2 separate regions of the Sus scrofa genome follow, and region 1 is linked to region 2. A link is a contact called in public Hi-C data. All regions are on one chromosome and are shown on one strand. The core of a region is the stretch at or near the end of the contact, and the rest is flanking DNA. Distances in the headings are between cores, read along the strand shown. Region 1 overlaps RIMS2 (regulating synaptic membrane exocytosis protein 2). Region 2 overlaps DPYS (dihydropyrimidinase).

Evidence for each region. A called contact is a pair of places that touch in the nucleus more often than the background predicts.
Region 1: a contact with region 2 is called in a Hi-C map of liver, with 12 times the contacts expected there. A contact is called at or near these places in 6 of 47 Hi-C or Micro-C datasets (embryonic fibroblasts, epiblast stem cells, liver and 2 more).

Annotation. Positions count from the first base shown.
Region 1 is chr4:33,108,523-33,111,948 of Sscrofa11.1, forward strand. All of the region lies in intron 25 of RIMS2 (regulating synaptic membrane exocytosis protein 2), which reads right to left. Among named protein-coding and RNA genes, the nearest start is that of DCSTAMP, 180 kb to the left of the region's middle.
Region 2 is chr4:32,847,373-32,850,716 of Sscrofa11.1, forward strand. The region is part of intron 7 of DPYS (dihydropyrimidinase); the gene reads left to right. Among named protein-coding and RNA genes, the nearest start is that of DPYS, 57 kb to the left of the region's middle.

The DNA.
Region 1 (3,426 bases), core at 804-3,303, 260 kb after region 2:
CAAGGCAGCCAAGGAATAAATTTTGTTCTTGAATTATAAATATTGTTCAACTGGAAGAATATATAAAGTACAAAATTTCCAGGTGAATTAGAAGAGTAGTTCTTAACATTTTAGCAATGCCAGAACCACCTGAAGAGTTTTTCAAGGATACAGTCTGTAGCCTGGCCTTGGGAATTCTACTTCATTACTTCTGGCATGTAAGCCAGCAATGTGCATTTTGAAGTTTCTCTAGTGATTCTATTGCAAATGACCTTACAGAAACCACATGAGAAACTCTGGCATAGGCTGATCAAAAGTGACCTTATTAAAAGACTTACTTGATTAGTTTAGCCTTTTCTAAGCTTAGATAGAATTTTTATGGTTAAAGTCTATCAGCAAGCAGGAAGCATGTTTCCTGGCATTCTAAAAGGAAAAGATTAATTTGTTGATTGTCAAGTACTCCAATCAGAAAGTAATAGGGTAATAGGGTAATAGGACATTTAACTGTCTGCAGAGCAAATGGTTGAAAACAATCTGAAAGTGGTATAACTAAGGCCTTAGTTTTATTACCATAGCTTTAAAACTAAAATTAAACATAAACATGAAGTTAATGTCTACTTCAGTAACAATAACATGGATTGCTTCTCGTTTCTGTTTAACAGATTATATATAGATCTAAATAGAACTATGCAGATCCCCTCTCCAACTAGCTCCAGGCCAATTTCATGCCTTACTTTTACAAATTCAAAAATTTAAATATCTTTCAGTCTTCATCTGCTCAAAACTACTTACTCTTTAAACTTCCTGGTTTTTCTTTTAACAGTCATAATTACCAAAAATAGGAATACTGACATTTTTCCACCTTTTTCTTTCTCTTTGCTCCATCTATTCAGGGCAAGAAGGAACCCCCTGAGCTGGTGGCTTCATGTAAGATCACTCCTCCATCATCTCAGACCGGAGGGGACTCTGTGTGCTCCTGATTGGAAACCCCAACTCCAGCATACACAGCCTTACCCCCGTTATCAGGACTAAACTCACTCTCCACTCCCTTTATCTCTGTTAAATTCAGTAACCACATAAAGCTCAGAATTTTAAAAGCTACACTTACTTCCTAGATTCAAATCTTCACCTCCTCTCTGGGCAGTGAGATAACGCTTCCACCTCCTCTAACTCTAATGTGCACAATTGTCCTTGCCTCTCCTCTCCCACACCCCATATATTGACTTCTTTGTCGTCTTCTCCATCAGAATGTAAGAATACAGGATGACAGGAATTTTATCTGCGGGTTCATTGCTGTATCCCAAGCATACAGAATAGGGCCTGGCACTTAATAAGCACTCAATAAATATTTGTGAAATACATGACTGAAATAATTCAATCAATCATTAAGCCGTACTGATTCATTCTTTGTAAAAGTCTTGGATTTTTCCCTTTCTTGCCCCTTCTTGCTATCTCTCTAGTCCAGCACCTCATTAAAACCAAACTAAAATAATTTTTCAGATTAATTGGCACTGTAATACTCTAAGGTAATATATCATATTACATATTACCTTGTGGTATGATATGATACGGAATATATTAAAATTGGGGATGGACATTTGTGCTTTAGAACTCGGCTGGTATCTCCTAAGACTCTTCCCTTTACACTTATTTCCTTACCTGAGAAAAATGTGGAATCATTGATTATTTAATATGAGAAACTTTATTTAATATATAACAAATGAAATATTCAATTACTGAAAACATTTCTATAATAGCAGTTATAATGTTGTGTTGTAAGTGTTTAAATGTCCACATCCTCCTCTAGCTTTGACCTCCTCAAAGTGAGACCTGTTTTCAGACATTTCAATAGCTCTCTAGGAATTATCACAATTGTCGAAATGTAGCAGCTGAAAAATGGTTAGAGAAGCAAAGGGAGGGAAAGAGAAAGAGAGGAGAGGATGTGGGAAGAAAGAGGCAAGAAGGAAGGAAATTAATTAGTCCATTCACCTGTCAAATACTGTTAAGAAGAGAGGTCACTTTGTTCATCTTCATGTTTCATTTCTTTCTACATTTCAGTAGTGACCACAAGGAAGGGACTGGATCCTTTATGTACATATAGACAGCGCTATTTCCCCCACAGTGCAATGGAATCAAAGGTCTGGATATTTTAAAATGTGCTATTTTTTAGGTCTTTTCTTTTTTCCTCCTCTTTTTTTTTTTTGTATTTTAGTTTTATAATACTGTTGCTGCCTACTGTAAGACTAATACCCCAATATTTTCCCTAGAAAACTTGTTTTTAAAGTTTTAAATAAAAATCATTGCTTAATTTGATTGTACAGTCTGTGTTACAAAATAAACAGAAAGACTGAGTAAGAATGACCTTTAACTTTTTAAGTTAATGAGTTATTTATTTAACCTCAGGCAATACACAATTCTCAGTGAGAATGAATTACTATTTTGGGGGATGGACACAGAAATGACTAACACATTGTCTTCACTCTCAGAGATCATAGCCAAGAAACACATCTCAAAATTATCCAATGGAGAAAGAAAACACAAATGAAAAAGTTACCAGATACTTTTTCAAGAAATTAGCAATAATTAAACTAGAGGAATTAAATGGCTCATTGAAATAATAATATAAATATGCTTTATCATTGGGTAAAAGCAAAAAACATTAAGCATTCATTGTTCAAACTGTAAATTATGATACAGCTTATATTCTTTAGGGTTTAGATTACATTTTTAAATGTTCACCCTAAATATTACTTAAAAGCTAAAATTAAGATGACAAATCTAGTTGAATAGGTAAAAGACACTTGAAGATCATCTGGCTTCCTCTCAACTTAAGTGAAAAAACTGAGAAATGAAAATACTTTGCCCAGGTCTCATAGAGACTAATAGCCAGAATCTGCCCAATTGAATGCAGTTTCTACTACAACATGTAGACATGTGCCAGAAAAATTACTGGACATTAACTACTTATCACAATATGCTTTAAATTTGTTTAAAAATACAAGAGCTTTACTATGTTTAAGTAAAAACAGAATTCTGAAATAACCTTAATTAAACATGACAGAATGTTAATCTCAATCAAAATTTCTGTCCATACATGTATTTGCTTTTGTTGTTCAAGCAACAGATAAGGGTGTGCCATTTTTGCGGCTCTAGGACACTAATTTATCAGTCACCATGGGTTTTCTTTCGAGCAAGACTGCAGCAATATGACAGACAAGAAGGGCTAAACTGCCCTTATTCAACTTCAACGTGGGAACACTTGATTCAGACACCAATCAAATAGAAGCTAACTGCCAGAACAGATATGCTTTATTTGTATTGTATATTGTGTTTCAGAGAGAACACTGAGAAATCAAATTTAGATGTAAGCAAAAATGAGTAACATAGTTTTAATTTGAAAATAATCTTTAAAAATTTAGACAATCTTACTCTACTGAATAAGGGAAG
Region 2 (3,344 bases), core at 234-2,733:
TTTATTAGAAATACAAATTCTCAGGCACCTTCTGGGACCTGTTGCCCCAGAAACTCTGCCAGAGAAGCCCAGCAACCTGTGTTTTCACAAGCCCTCATGGGGGGGCTTTAGACCTGTCTCTGTACCTATTTTATTATTCTAATTGCATCCTTCATCCTTGTAATATAGAATATTGGTATCTACCTAAGACATGTGCACATAGCCTATGACTATTTTCTCTTCATCAAGCCCTCTGGTTACAGCCACATCTATTTTGCACAACATATATGTTGGCCCTGATTCCCCCATTCTTGTCATGTATAAACTGAGCTTAAGTTTATAGGTCCAGGAGTTCCTGTTGTGGCGCAGCAGAAACAATTCTGACTAGGAACCATGAGGTTGCAGGTTTAATCCCTAGCCTCACACAGTGGGTTAAGGATCCGACATTGCTGTGAGCTGTGGTGTAGGTTGCAGATGTGGCTTGAATCTTGCGTTGCTGTGGCTGTGATATAAGCTGGCAGCTGTAGCTCTGATTCAACCCCTTGCCTGGGAACCTCAATATGCCACGGGTGCACCCTAAAAATGCGCAAAAAAAAGTTTATGTCCACATACACACATATATGGGGTCATGCAGTGATAAGCTGGAGTGCTAAGCAGGCCGCCCCTGAATCCAAGGTCAGAGCTTTCCTCCTGGGCAGCAGGGCAGCAGATTGCATGCTCTGTCCTTGGTGACAAGTGTTTACTTGGCCGGTGAGTGGCATAGGTCCTAGCAAACCTGCCAGTGCTCTTGGACATCACTTCCCAGCACATCCTGATGGCTGGGGGATTCTTTACACACCAGAAGACAGTTGGCTTTTTCCACTTGAGAATTCCTGGTCCTGGGGAACACCTACTTGGTGCCCTCCAGGAGAGCAGCCTGTGCAAAACAGAGAGAGCTTGGGAAGGAAAGTCAGGGTACATTAGGTTTATTTTGCAGCTGCAGTTGGAGTCACATTAAAACTATTGCCTAATTTCCTTTGTCTAACTTGATTTCTCTTTGGCTGGAAGGCAAGTGGATCAATATTGTTTTTTATGCTGAGATCATGTTGCCTGAAGGAAATTTTCCATCAGTTCACTATCCCTGCCTTCAGTCCTGTAATTGGGGCTGTGGGCTAACTAGGCGATGGCCTCCTGGACGTGCACACAAGGCCCACCATCTGCTCTGAGCCTACTGCAAGCCTTCTGGAGGAGTCACATGGGCTGCCCGCTAGGCAGAGCTTGGCGTTTGTGCCAGCCTTTCTGCACATTTCCCTGGCCATACGCTAACTTAAACAGCTTTGTTTTGTTTTGTTTTTTCTTTTCTATGAAGCCTTTTTCTCCCTACCTTTCTCTCCTTTTCTGTATTTGGAGTGCTCTCTGCTTCTTCAAAATTTCTTAAAGTGGATTTTTTAGATCTCTGTTATAATATTTTCCTCCTGTCCCTCCCTCCCCACCCCACCCCCACTGTGATGCTGCCCTTTTTTATTAGCAGGGAGGAAAACGTTTATACTTTGCTCTCGTTTCTATCCTCCTACTAGGCATTTAAGGAAAGCTGAGTCTAGAGGCAGAAAAATGAGAAGGCAGTTTGGCCACACACAAAAAAAATTGGAGCATTTATCTGTGCGGAAGGATTGCTGAATTCCTCACATGGTGGCAGTGGGGGAGAAAGATAGTATTAACCGGTTATCCATAAAGCTGTATTTATTGCACACATTTTATATTAAAAAAAGCATAATAAATGGCATTGCTAAGAGCTGAGCGGAACCTAAATATAAGGTGTAACACCCACCATCAAAGAGGCTGCATTCTGGTTTGACAGACAAGATGTTAATATGGGAAAGGATAAGATAGCTCTTAGAAGAAGAAAATTATAACTGCACAGCACATCAGTTCAAGAAGTGTGGAGGGTCTCACGTGTTTGACTCCTACCAATGAGTCATCCAAATTACTGTCCTGAGTTGAGGTCATCAAACATTCGCAGAAGACCGGGTTGGGCATGGGAAAGGGCTTTGGACTAGCTAAATCTTTGCAGGTGACCCTCCAGATGGAGAGGTCAAGGGTAAATGAGGGGAAATGGAAAACATAATTCAATGGGCAATCAAGAGGCTGGCCAGCAGGGTCAAGATGGCAGGCAGCTGGAGACAAGATTAGTCCTGCCAAACCAAGGGCTTTGAATAGTAGTTAAAGTATAGGAGATTTTCTCTTAGGCAGCATGAGCTATTGAATGTCTTTGTGTGAGGGTTTGAGTTGATCTAAATCTGTACTTCCCTATTTTTACATGGCAGAAGTAGAAAATGGTTATTTGTAGAGTATATGACAGTAAAGAGAAGGGGATTGGGAGACTGGGAGGAGAATATAGCAAAACCAACTTGTCCTGGTTTGCCTGGAACCTTCCCAGTTTTCCCATAGCACTGAAAGTCCCATATCCAGACATATCCTCAGCCTTAGCCTGTGCCAGGACTGCTCGTCAAAGGTGACTAGCCTAGGAGCTCTCCCCACATCTGGTCACCCTGGGATCTCAGAGTTTCAGTCTTGCATCTGGACTTATAGGTTAGGCAACCTTGATTAAATAGTATTTTAGGGTCATGAGTGTGCAGATAGGTTGGAGTCTGGGAGAATGGTCAGGAGACTATTGGTAGAGTCTGCGTTGAGGGGATTAGACAAAATGATGGGAAGGAATTAAGATATTCTTTCCCCTGAGAGAAAGAATTCTTCTGATAACTTGAAGAAAGATTGGAAATTGAATGAGGTGGGGGAGTCAGAAGTGACTTCAAAACAACTGCAGTTTTTTTCATTTATGACCCAAGCATTTATTGAGTGCCAACTGGGTGCAAGACATTATATTCAAAGTTGAGTGAGAAATGACTTCCCCCAGAGTAACTTAGGACCAAATTGAATACATTAAAAAAAAAAAAAAAAACCCTCTTCAAATAACTGATAGAAGGTAAAATGCCAGAGTATATGTCCCAGTGGTTAAGGGGCATGAAATTTAGAGCAGAACAGGGTTACTGGATTCAAATCTCTAACATGAGCTGCAGGACCTTGGACAAGTCACTCCCCTCTTCAAGTCTCAGTTTGCTCTAGGACACTGTTGCAGATATGCTAATCTGAGGACCAAGCGCTAGGGCTTGTTGGAAGGGCATTATACCTTCAGCATGGTGCATGGCATATGGTAAAACTGTGAGCAACATTAATCTTATTATCACATGCAAAGCGTTAAGACACCAGAGATTTACTAGCTGGCAGGGAGGTATCAAAGGGAATGACTTATAATGTGAGAACCTGTAGAAAAAAAAACTTAGATGAATCAGCAATAGTTCCAAAATTCCAGTTTGTTTTGTCAATCA